3 separate regions of the Mus musculus genome follow, and all the other regions are linked to region 3. The links are chromatin contacts, called in public promoter capture Hi-C maps. All regions are on one chromosome and are shown on one strand. The core of a region is the stretch at or near the end of the contact, and the rest is flanking DNA. Distances in the headings are between cores, read along the strand shown.

The links. Promoter capture Hi-C pulls out the DNA fragments that hold promoters and counts their contacts. Capture Hi-C pulls out chosen DNA fragments and counts their contacts.
Region 1: a contact with region 3 is called in a promoter capture Hi-C map of liver, with 5 times the contacts expected there. The contact joins the promoter of Sec1 here to the promoter of 2310016G11Rik in region 3. A contact is called at or near these places in 2 of 39 promoter capture datasets (both in liver).
Region 2: a contact with region 3 is called in a promoter capture Hi-C map of liver, with 3 times the contacts expected there. The contact joins the promoter of Abcc8 here to the promoter of 2310016G11Rik in region 3. A contact is called at or near these places in 1 of 39 promoter capture datasets (pre-B cells) and 1 of 9 other capture datasets (liver).

The regions. Positions count from the first base shown.
Region 1 is chr7:45,692,915-45,696,939 of GRCm38.p6, reverse strand. It overlaps Sec1 (secretory blood group 1), which reads left to right and starts at 2,538. Exons shown (of 4, transcript NM_001271578.1): 1 at 2,538-2,966. Ntn5 (netrin 5) reads right to left here. Exons shown (of 7, transcript NM_001358870.1): 7 at 2,384-2,944. The coding sequence ends at 2,550.
Region 2 is chr7:46,177,670-46,181,621 of GRCm38.p6, reverse strand. Abcc8 (ATP-binding cassette, sub-family C (CFTR/MRP), member 8) reads left to right here and starts at 1,589. Exons shown (of 39, transcript NM_011510.3): 1 at 1,589-1,820; 2 at 3,039-3,180. The coding sequence starts at 1,673.
Region 3 is chr7:44,666,742-44,670,765 of GRCm38.p6, reverse strand. It overlaps 2310016G11Rik (RIKEN cDNA 2310016G11 gene), which reads right to left and starts at 2,533. Exons shown (of 5, transcript NR_152106.1): 1 at 2,409-2,533; 2 at 1,464-1,567; 3 at 933-1,103; 4 at 167-332. The region is part of intron 1 of Myh14 (myosin, heavy polypeptide 14); the gene reads left to right.

The DNA of each region.
Region 1 (4,025 bases), core at 1,289-3,788, 1.0 Mb before region 3:
CCTTTAATTTCAGTACCCCAGAGACAGAGGCAAGCAATCTCTGAGTTTTGGGTTGTTGGTTTTTTGTTTTTGTTTTTTTTGTTTTTTTCGAGACAGGGTTTCTCTGTGTAGCCCTGGCTGTCCTGGAACTCACTCTGTAGACCAGGCTGGCCTCAAACTCAGAAATTTGCCTGCCTCTGCCTCCCAAGTGCTGGGATTAAAGGCATGCGCCACCACTGCCCAGCATAATCTCTGAGTTCGAGGCCAGCCTGGTCTACAGAATGAGTTCTGGGACAGCCAGGGCTAAACAGAGAAACCCTGTCTCGGAAGAAAGAAAAAAAAAAAAAAAAAAACAAAAACCAAACCAAACCACCAAACCAAACCAAACCAACAAAACAAAACAAAAACAAAACCCAAAACTCAGAGATTGCTTGCCTCTGTCTCTGGGGTACTGAAATTAAAGGGGTGGGCCACTTGACATTCTAGGATTTAAAATTGAAAATCAGGGTGTTGGTAGGATCCCACTGTGGTGTTAGTAAGAGTCATCCTGCCTCTTCCAGAGTTTGGGGATACCCATGACTCCTGACTTGTGGCCATCTAATTCCAGTATCTGCCTCTGTCTTCACAGGCTTCTGTTTTGTTTTGTTTTGTTTTTAAGATTTATTTGTTTGTTTTCTATGAATACACCGTAGCTGTCTTCAGACACACCTGAAGAGGGCATTGGATCCCATTACAGATGATTGTGAGACATTATGTGGTTGCTGGGATTTGAACTCAGGACCTCTGGAAGAGCAGTCAGAGCAGTCAATCACTGAACCATCTCTGTGGCCCAAGTGTTTGTTTTCTTAAGCCATATAGTACAGTGAAAAATAGTGTTTTGAGACAAGGTTTCCCTGTATAGTGCAGGCTAGCCTCCAGCTCCAACTGCAGCCTTTTCTGCTCCAGCCTTCCAAGTGCTGAGATTACAGGAGTAAAACAGACCTTGCTTGAATCTCTCTGCTACACTAGGCCTTTAGCCTCTGGACTTTTGCTGTTGTTTTTGAGATAGGATCTCTGGTAGCCCATTATTATATCTAACTCATTATGTAGCTAAAAATGAACCTCTGGTCCTCCTGCTTTGTAGCTCTTCAATGCTGGGCTGATAGGCATTTACCACTATACCTGGTTTACAGTGGGCTTGTGGGGGACCAAACCCAGAGCCACATGCACGCTAACGCTACCAAGTTGAGCTCCAGCCCAGCCTGTTTCTGGATCTTTCCAGAAACCTTTCGCTTCATCTGGAGTTGCCTTTCTTGCCCCTTCCTTGTGGGCAAATTCCTACTGGAACAAATACAGACTTCAGGAGATTCCGCCCACCCCCACACATACACCATGAACAAATAAAGACTTCAGGAGATCACCCCCACCCCCTGCCCCCCCCCCCCACACACACCATGAAGTCATTTGTCTAGCTGGTGAGGTGAACAGAATTTGTCTTCTTTGAGGTCTGGTGGCCACCTGTGCCACCCCTATTACTGTGCAGGGACAGGCAGGGCTGACATCTGGAGGGGAGGGGAGGGGAGGGGAGGGGTGAGGAGGGGAGGGGAGGGAAGGGAAGGGCCTGGTCGGCAAGTGGTACAGATGTGGATTTCACACCAATTTGCTTCGGCTGCTAGAAACAAAGTTTGAGTCACAAGGAACACATAAGGCTCTCTGCTCTGGGCTTTCATCTTCTACACGCAGGCTCTTGGGTGGGAGGAGCTCCCGCAGCTTGGGTGGTTCCCACAACCCCTGTGAACTTCCTTAACCCTCTCCCCCTGCCCTCAACGCCCACTACCTCTGTATCCTAGCAAGATCTTCCCATCAGCGTGCTCACAGAGAAAGGGAGGCCTCTGGGTATTCAAATAGTAACAGGAAACTCATAGGGTGCTTGCTCTGGGCCAGGCCTGTTCCAAAGCCTTAATGTCGATTAATAGGTTTCAGCTTCAAACTGCACTTGTTAAATAATCCCTGGACTTCCGATCCCCCACCTCCTAAGTGCTGAGAACTGGGCCACCATGGCTCTATCTAGACTATATTTCAAGATTAGATGATAGTCGTCGAAGCCTCCCCCTCGCCCATCAGAATAATAAAATATCTTAAACGCCAAACTTTCTGGATATGAGACTACCGGGCACCTTTGTCAAATTTCTTGCCTTTTCCAGCCATACCTAGTCTATTGTCTTTTGGCTAATCATCAAGCAACACAAATCTTACTAGAACCCAGTTACTCCACGGGAGTCCTTTCACTTCCAAGTACACTGGCCACTTTCTCCCAGGTAATTTATTTAGAACTTAAGCTTGGTGTATCAAGGCCTTTTCGGTTGCCTTGGAAAGACTCTCCCAACACGGATGGGGTGTGTGTGTGTGTGATCTGTAGACACAATTCCACAAGACATGAGCCTTTATTGTGACAAATAACCTATAAGGCTCACAGGTCCAAGCAGTCACTTCCGGTCCCAACGTAGGCAACGTCACATGCGGAGTGGCGTCACGGGCACTGAAGCTTCTGATTGGCTCTGGGGACTCACACCTTACATTAGTAGCTCACTTTAGTTCCTGGGCCCAGGGCTCCGTGTGGGTGGCAGCAGGCCTCGGCAGGCACCTCCGCGCTCCTTCTGCTGCAGTCGCCGCAGCGGCCGGGCCCATCGTGGTCTCCAGGGCAGCGCGAGGCCGTGGCGGTTCAGGATGAGGCGCGCAGGGTCATAGTTGTCGTCGTCGTGGGTCTGCGCAGCACGGCCCAGCAGGAGGTAGTCAGCGCCAGGGCGCAGGCGCAGGCAGCCGCAGATTAGGTCAGCACGTGGCACCCAGGCCTCCTGGCCACCGCGGCGCACGGGCCACGCACGCTGTTTGAACACAGCCAGCACGTGCACGGCCAGCCGCCACCACTCGGGGCCCACCGCCTCAGACGGCTGCGACGACGACGCTGAAACCTGGGCGTGCAGAACTGAGGGAAGACACCACCTCAGGCAAGTGGGAGGCTAGCCCGGAGGAGGGCAGGCCTGATGAAGATGGCACCGTCACGTGGCGGTGGGAAGGGTCAGGCAAGGGCCTAGATTGGTGGTTCTCAGCTTGCGGGTCGTGACCCCCTTGAGGGACTACCCATCTTTTTCACAGTGGTCTCCTTGGACCATTGGGAAAAAGGTATTTACGTTGCAATTCGTTTGCAATTCATAACAGTAGCAACATTACAGATATAAAGTAGCAACGGGAATAATTTTATGGTTGAAAGGGTCACCACAACAGGAGGAACCACATTTGGAAGGTTGAGAACCACTGGTTTAAAGGGAGGCCAGGATCAAAGTTGGGAAGGAGTTATGTTGTGGTTTAGGATGGTGGACGCTGGTGGAATGTGAAGTGGGGGAGGGGAGAAATCCAAGATTGTGCTTGTAAGGGCCATGTGAGTTGCAGGACATGGGGGTGGAGGGTGGGAAATTGGGTGTGTGTGTGTGCGTGCCTAGAAATGGGATCAGGAAGAGTATGTGAAGCAGGGTTTTTAGGGTTGCAGTAAATTAAGAAGGATGAGGGAGGCAGAGGTCCAGAGGGATGCTCACCAGAGATCAGTCAGGGAGAGCATCCTAAGGACGTCAGATAATGCTGGCTGGGACTCTTGGAGTCATGTTCCTATTAACAGTAGCCTCAAGATTCCAGGGTCTCACTAAAATGTCGACGCTGGTCTAGAACTTACTCTGTAGCCTAAGCCAATCCAGAAGTCACTGGCGTCCCTCTGCCTCAGCCCCCTGAGAACTGAAGGTTTTGAGCTTGCACCAGCATGTTAAGCTAAGCCCAGAGCATTAGTGTTACACAGTGAGCCGGTTCCCAGGAGTGGGAGCCTCCAGAGAGGTGGGCCTTGTCAGAAAGGCTCTGGGGTAAACTGGCGGTCCAAAGAATGAATTGAGTGGGAAGGCCTGAGACTCGACTGATGTCACGCTACTGTGAATCAGTGCTGTGGTGTGGAGGGCCAGGAAGACCTCGGGGCTAGTTGCTGGCTAGCAAGGCAGATCTGTGAGTAGGAGAAGCCCCACCTC
Region 2 (3,952 bases), core at 340-2,839, 1.5 Mb before region 3:
GTAGAGAAAAACCTAAAATAAAAGAAAACTCCAGCCTAGGGCAGGAAGGTTGAATTTGAGGCTAATGTGGGCCACACAGTGAATTCAGGGCTACATAGCAAGATTCCATCAATGAGGAGCAGGAGAAAAAGGAGGGAGAGGAGGAGGAGGAGGAGGAGGAGGAGGAGGAGGAGGAGGAGGAAGATGATAATTATGATGATATAAGAAAAAAGGAATGCTAGAGTCCACAGCAGTGGGAGTGGATACATGCATGTGCTTATAGTATCACATCCACAGGCAAAACCAGAAAGGATAAGCTTGGTCTCTGATCCTCCCTTGCTTGCTCTCTGGTCCTCCCTTGCTTGCTCTCTGGTCCTCCCTTGCTTGCTCTCTGACCCTCCCTTGCTTGCTCTCTGATCCTCCCTTGCTTGCTCTCTGATCCTCCCTTGCTTGCTCTCTGATCCTCCCTTGCTTGCTCTCTGGTCCTCCCTTGCTTGCTCTCTGGTCCTCCCTTGCTTGCTCTGTAGTCCTCCCTTGCTTGCTCCCTGGTCCTCCCTTGCTTGCTTCCTGGTCCTCCCTTGCTTGCTCCCTGGTCCTCCCTTGCTTGCTCTCTGGTTCTCCCTTACTTGCTCTCTGGTCCTTGCTTGCTCTCCTACTGCTCACCTAGCTCTCTCCACTCTTACACAGTCCAGGGCCCTGTTCATGAAATAGTGTTGCCCACAGTGGGCTGGGTCCTCCCACAGTAATTAATAATCAAGACAGTTAGCCACAGACATACCCACGGGCCAGCCTGATTTAGGCAATTCCTCAACTGAGGCTCTTAATTGATTCTAGGTTGTGGCAAGTGGACAATTAAAAACTATCAGGCACTGGGGAGAAGTCCCCGTGGTTAAGAGTATTCCCATGGGCTCTCTTGAGGAGACCAAGTTCTGTTCCCAGTAACGCCCATGCCAGGCAGCTCTCAACCAATAATTCCAGCTCCAGGGGATCCAAGTTCCTCTTCTGGCCTCTATTGGTACCTACACACACACACACACACACACACACACACACACAGAGAGAGAGAGAGAGAGAGAGAGAGAGAGAGAGAGAGAGAGAGAGAAAACCAATCTTTAAACAAACAAACAAAAACAAAACAAAAACCCTAATCACCACAAGGGAAGAGAGCTAGATTCAGGCCAGGTTCCCACTGGCTAGCAAGGACACCTTGAATCTTTTAGGGGAAAGATCGGGACAGGCTGTGAGGTCACTCTGCGACCCCGCGCCAGAGACACTTGAAAATTCCCACGCACCCTCCTAAGTTCAAGTTCTTTAGTTTCTTTGGACCGAATCGGGTACGGGCTTGTGCCACTCTGTTCCTATGGGGACCCCTCTGATCTACATCCAGCTGAGCCTAGTTCCAGAGAATCAACATTCGGGAATCCCAAATCCACGCACTCCGGGCTCACCCGGATCATCTTGGTTACTACTCCCACTCAGACACCGCCTCGCCTGCGCACCCAGCGCACGTGCGCATTGGGTGAGACCCCACCCTCGCCCCACAAGAGCAGCTGGAAGGGCGGGGCCCAGCGGCAGGTGGGGGCGGGGCGGGCCGGGGCGGGGCGGGGCGGGCCGTGCGGGAGCCCAGGGTGCTGCGAGGAACAGAGGCGCGGGAGGCGCGCGGAGCCAGAGCAGAGCCCGTGCGCGCGCCACCATGCCCTTGGCCTTCTGCGGCACCGAGAACCACTCGGCCGCCTACCGGGTGGACCAAGGTGTCCTCAACAACGGCTGCTTCGTGGACGCGCTCAACGTAGTGCCACATGTCTTCCTGCTCTTCATCACATTCCCCATCCTCTTCATCGGTGAGCGCGCGCCCAGCGACGGAGGGCGGGAGGACGGGTGGGGGAAGGACGAGTGGCCGGGGTGGGGGTGGCGCGCGGCCCCGGCAGTCCCGCACCACCGGCTTGCTGGTCTTCCTGGGTCCCCTGCTGTGCGTCTCTTTTTTTTTCCCCTCGCACCCTCCCCTATCCTTGAACTCGCGCCAGACACGATGGGCGCTAGCGACCTTAGGGATCCCCAAGTTTTGCTACCGCAGAGCCTGACTCGGGATGGGGCTCTGCACGCGAGGGAATCGGCCTCACCCTGAGTGACGCTGCGGCGGGAGCCAGGCCATCCTTTCCCCCCGGCCGTGCTGTCACAGACTCGGGAGGGAGCTCAGACTCCAGCCAGGGAGGTTGGTGGTGGAGGTCAGCGAGCTGTTCCGGTGGCCCAACTTCCCGACTTTGGGCAGAGCATTTCCCAGGCCCGGGGTCCGTTCCACGTTGCAAAGAGATAGAGTTTGGGTGCCGGTATCCCGCCACCCCCAAAGGCAGTTCTTCTCTTGTAACTTCTTCAGGACAGTGTGAGTCAACTCAGATCAGATTTAGGAACCCCCTTCGACTCCCAGCGCGCTTGCCTGAAAGTGGTCTACAAAGTTGGGCGCCCAGTCTGGTCCCTTCCTCTCCACATCCTTGAATCTCTCAGGCCAATCAGCTCTGTTCAAAGAGTGTTGACTGTTCATTTACATTAATTAAGAGAAATAGCAAATCTTTAAAACTCTTTAGGGTAGAAGGCCGAGGTGGCCATTGAACTAAATTAGTAAAAAGTTGCTGAGCCGGGCTATCCTGGAAATCTCGGTTCTTGGGAGGTGGGGGCAGGAGGATCAGGGAGTTTAAGGTCATCTTCAGTTACATAGGAAGTTCAAGGCTCGTGTGGGCAACATAAGACCCCGTCTCAAAAATAAATAAATAAATAAATAAATAAATAAATAAAGAGCTGCTGCAGAAGGAAGCTGCTAGTTACTGACAGAGGTAAATGATGTGCATGCCCATATGTCTAGCAGAAACGAAACAGAATGGGTAGACAGTCACACAAGAGGTCAGTGTGGTGGTCCCTGCTTAGGACCGGCCTGCAGGCTCAGGCTTTGTGCCTGGATATCCAGTTCATATGCTCATCCCTGGGGAAGGAGGATTTGCATGGTCTCCTTATCACCATGCTGGGCCTCCAGGTGGGCGTCCTGCCTTCTGCGTCTCTCCCCACAGGATGGGGCAGCCAGAGCTCCAAGGTACACATTCACCATAGCACCTGGCTCCATTTCCCTGGCCACAACCTGCGCTGGATCCTTACCTTCATGCTGCTCTTTGTCCTGGTGTGTGAGATCGCTGAGGGTATCCTGTCTGATGGGTAAGTGAGCTCCAGGGGAGTGGGGAAGCTGCAGGAGACCCTCCCTGTGCCTGCTCATCGGCCTTCTGTAAACCAGTACCTGGTGTGAACTGCGCCAGGCCTTAGGCACATATGAGACGCAGGGCCTACCATCAGTCTGGAGGATAAAGGGGTGCAGATTTCTGTACCAGTTCCCAGTGAGACCATTGGAGAGCCTTGTCAGAGTGTCCCAGCTGCTGTGGGCAATACCCGGTCTCTCTGAAAGTGACTGAAGTGCGTGAGGGGACAGTAAATCCTGTCACTTGTTCTTACTGAAGGCCTCTCCTTGGTTCCCATTCATTTACAAGATTCAAGGATCTCTGGGCCCTCATCTTTGTCCCGATACAGCCCCACCTGCCTCTAGCCCCACTCTTGCCCCCACATTCACCCCTTCCCTCACCTCTCCTACAGACCGGAAAGTGTGTCCAAGTTTCCATTCGCAAAGCTGTCAGAATGTGAGGTCTGGGATGCCTGTCCTCTTTGTATTCACAGTGCACAGCCCACAAAAGCTCTGCAAACGTTGACTCCTAGGACGATAAATCAAATCCTACCACACAGACATGATCTGGGAGGAGCAGATCAGAAAGCAGTGTCAGATAGGTTCCATGGTGGAGGGGGCTTTGGAGCTGAGCCTGGATGGGTGACAAGTGTTCTGCTGTGGGGTGGGGCAGGGGGAGAGACTACGGCACTGGACGGAGAAGGATGAGGAACAGTGCCTGGGCTGCGGCAGAGGTGACAAGCATGATTTAGGCTA
Region 3 (4,024 bases), core at 1,284-3,783:
CCCAAGGGTTGGCCAGAGCCTGTCAGACCTGGGGAGGCCGGAGCCGGTGGGGTACAGCGGGGGGTCTTGGAGAGGGGTGGGTCAAGACATTCACCCTGGGTGCAAGCGACCCCAGGGTCAGGGAGAGGTAAGGGGAAGGTTGTAGTCACCCAGCCCGGATTCCCACCTTGTGCCAGACAGCCTGGGGTCATCTCTGACAGCGTCACACGGTCTGTTCTGCAGAAGGGGAAACTGAGGCAGTGCTTGGAACGTTGCATGATAGAACACCTGAGTCATGGTCTCCATTCCCCAGCTCTCAGGACTACCGTGTCAGATGTCAGAGGAGGAAAAAGCTGTGGACCAGAGAGAGAGGGGTCGCGACAGGCAGGGACAGGAACAGAGAAGGATGTGTTTGGCTGGGTGTCCCAGTTTGTTTTGATTTGACTTGGTTTAGTTAGTTGTTTTGGTTTTTTGTTTTGTTTTGGTTTTTTGTTTTTTTGTGAGTTTTTTTTGTTTGTTTTTTTTGTGTTTTTTGTTTTTTTTGGAGATAGCTTCTGAACTCACTGTGTAGACCGAGTTGACCTCAACCCCCAACCTTCCTGCCTGAGCCTCTCAAGGGCCGCGATGACAAGAGTGTGCCACCAAGCCTCACAATGGACATGGGCACTTTAATGTATAACTAAACTCCCCTCCAGTGTAGGAGAATGGATTTGAGGTAGGTTTGTGTGGTTTCCATCTCACAGAGAGTGAAGATATAGACTGGACCGAGGTGGGGAACACAGGGACCTGGTGTGCCTGGCCCTGTGGCTTTTTTTTTTTTTTAAACATCATAATAGTAATCAGGAGTTCAAGACCAGCCTCAGCTACATGATGAGTTCCAGGCGAGCCTGGGCTACTTAAGACCCTGTATCTGAAAAACAAAAAACAAAAATAAATTGTTCTGTAAGCCATACCTCTTAACACCTCTTAAGCCACAAGTTTATCGTAGGCATGATCACCCGATGTCTCCTCCTCGATCACCTTCTCGATTGAGGAGAAGACCCAAGCCTGAGGCTGGCATAGCATTTTGACATCATATCTGAGGATTGGGGCATCCCACTTCCAGGGTTCAGGAAACTGAGATTCTAAGAAAGAAAGAAAGAAAGAAAAAAAAAAAAAAAACCACGATAAAACAGAACAGAGACCTGGGTCCTTTTCCTCAAATAATTTTTGTTGATCTCATGAGCCTCAATTCCTAGCGAAGAAAGTGAAGGTTCAGAAGGCTGGAGGGAGATTCGAACCCTAGCATACTTAGTCCGGCTCTGTGCCAGCCCTTCACCTTTGCCCACAGCCGCCCACTTGGCAACAGGTTCTATCTTTGCTGGCTGCTGTGCCAGGCCCCGCCCCCCGCCCAGCCCGGCAGGTGTCAGGAGACGTCAGAACCCGGTCCTGCCTTCCTGACGGGAGAGGCCCCACCTCTTGCTGGACCGCAGAGCCGGCCTCACCTGGGTGCTGGAGAGGATCTGGACTCGGAGGCCTCCCCATCTCTACCGCCAGGCGCCCAGGTAGCCTCGGGATCCGCGGGATAAAGGAGCTATGCCATAGGGCGCTGGGTCGGGACGAGAGGGAGTTAGGATCCATGCTCCCAGAGCGATAATGAGCCAGGTACCCCAAGTCAGAGGGAAGAAGCTGAGCGTGGAACCCAGTGTCTGAGCGAGGAGAGCAGAGGTCTGGACCCTAGTGTCTAAAGGAGGAGGGCTGAGGTCTGGACTCATGTGTCTGAAGGAGGAGGGCTGAGGTCTGGACTCATGTGTCTGAAGGAGGAGGGCTGAGGTCTGGACTCGTGTGCCTGAGGGAGGAAAGCTGAGGTCTGGACTTCTGTACCTGAGGGAGAAGGGCTGGGGCCAGGATCCCAGGGTCTGAGGAAAAAGGACCGGGTCCTGACCAATCTAGGACTGAGGGAGGAGGCTGGGCTGGGGTCAGTACCCCTGGGTTTGTAGGAAGAGGTTGGGTTCTGGACCCCTGAATCTGAGAGAGAAACTGGGGTCTGGACGTCTGGGCCTGAGGGAGGAGAGCTGGGGTCAGGACCCCTGTGTCTGAGGGAAGAAGGTGGGTCCTGGCCCCTTGAGTCTGAGGGAGGAGGCTGGGGCAGGACGGGATCTATGTCACCCATTAGCTGAGGTCATAAGCTTGGTGCTGCCCCAGCCTCTGCCCAGGCGGGCGGGGCCCTGGCTGCTTTCCTTTTCCACACAGCTCTGTCTGCTCCTCCCAGGTGCTCTCACCTGCCTAAGTGACACTAATGAGTCCTGGCACCGCATTCCTGCTGCCTGAGGGAGGGGTGTGTGGCTGGGGCTCAGCCATTTGGGGCCAGGCCCTGGGCCCACCCTCTTGGCTTGGTTAACTTCCCTGAATCCCCACATCCCCACTTCCGACCCACGGCTGCAGCAAACCTCTCGACATCACCCGTGTCCAATGGAGACAGGGCTGGAGATCCCACTCCGGGGTTCTGGGCCTGGACTCTTGGTCTGAGGAGGCTTGCGGCTGCTCTTAAGCTGTTGGGAACAGCAGGGCTGTGAGGTACAAAGCCACCAAACTCTTCCTGGTCAAAGGCTACAGGGCTGGAGAGGAAGCAAGTGGGTGGGGTGGGTTAAAGTCCCTGGGATGGGGCTTGGCTCTGGGTGTATCTACCACACTGGAGCCTGGGGCGATCCTCGGCTCTTTGGGCTGACCATTTGTGGAGCACAGGGGGCCAAAGTGAGTGGGAACCAGGCTACTGAGGTTGGTGTGTGTGAGGAGGGCCAAGAGGGTCCCGAGGCAGAGGAGGTTTGCATGTGGGAGAGGCTCCTGGGGCAAGCTTGAGAGAACAAGATCTGGGAGGACACCTCTTGAACAAGCTGAGCGCTTGGATGGATGCCCCTAAGGTGTGTGTTGGAGGTGCCATTAGCCTGGTACACAGAAGTGAAAATGGAAAGCAGAGATGCAGGTGTCTTCAGGTGTTGTCTGAGTGGGGATGAGGCGGTGGGTCAGTAGGGGCTGCTTGCTGTGGGCCATTTTCTGCAGGATATTGGACAACCCTGAATTGGCTGTGTTTCCTAGTCAGCATCCCTGGAAGTAGGGGGAAAGGCCCAGACACCCTGACTGCCTCTTGCAAGCTTTCTTAAAGAGTCTTGAGACTTAGCTGGGTCCATACCCCAAGACCTGCTGAAAGGCAGGGCCCCAGCAACTCGTGACAGGTTTCCAGAGCCTGGGCTCTGAAAGGCCTCTGAGAATGTTGACTGAACGTGAGAACGAGTGAATGCATGAAGCCAGAGAGACTTCAGGGACTGGGCAATCAACCTGTAATTATGGGGCAGGCACGACCGAGCGGTGCACAAAACGTCAGCCGTGCCCCACCTGGGCCCCATCTTAGAGTGTCAACCGTGGTGGCAACCTTTACTGTCCTTGCCACCTCACCTCCTGCCCTCTTCTCATTTCAGCTGCAGACACAAGGCACATTCCTGTCCCAGGGCCTTTGCTTTGTCCCTGCACCCCAGTAGCCTGCTGGTTAGAGTCACTCAGGTCTTTAAAGACCTGAGTCTTTAGGGAAGGGTTCTCCAGTCAGTCCAGTTAAAAATGTGAACACAGTCCCAGCCCCAGCAGGAGGTATAGTTCCCCTGCCCTATACCTCCCACAGCCATTTATCACCATTTAAACCATTTGCATGTTTATAACAATGTATCTTTTTATTCTGTTTCTTGAGATGAGAATGGTATTTACTGTCTAGTATAAACAGAGCCCAAGCCATGAGTGTATTTAAGTTTTATAGTAACCACATTTGGGGGTGGGTACTGGAGAGGTGGCTGTGTGGTAACAGCTCTGGCTGGCTGCTCTCCCAGAGGATCTCAAGCCCCAGGACCTACATGATGGTTCAGAGCCAGCTATGCGTATCTACAGTTCTCGGGAATCCCTCTTCTGGCCTCCATGGATACTGGATGCATGTGGTATAAACATACCACATGCAGGCAAGCACCCTTACATGTAAATGTGGTTTTTTCTTTTTTATAAAAAAGTGGGGTATAGAGACTGC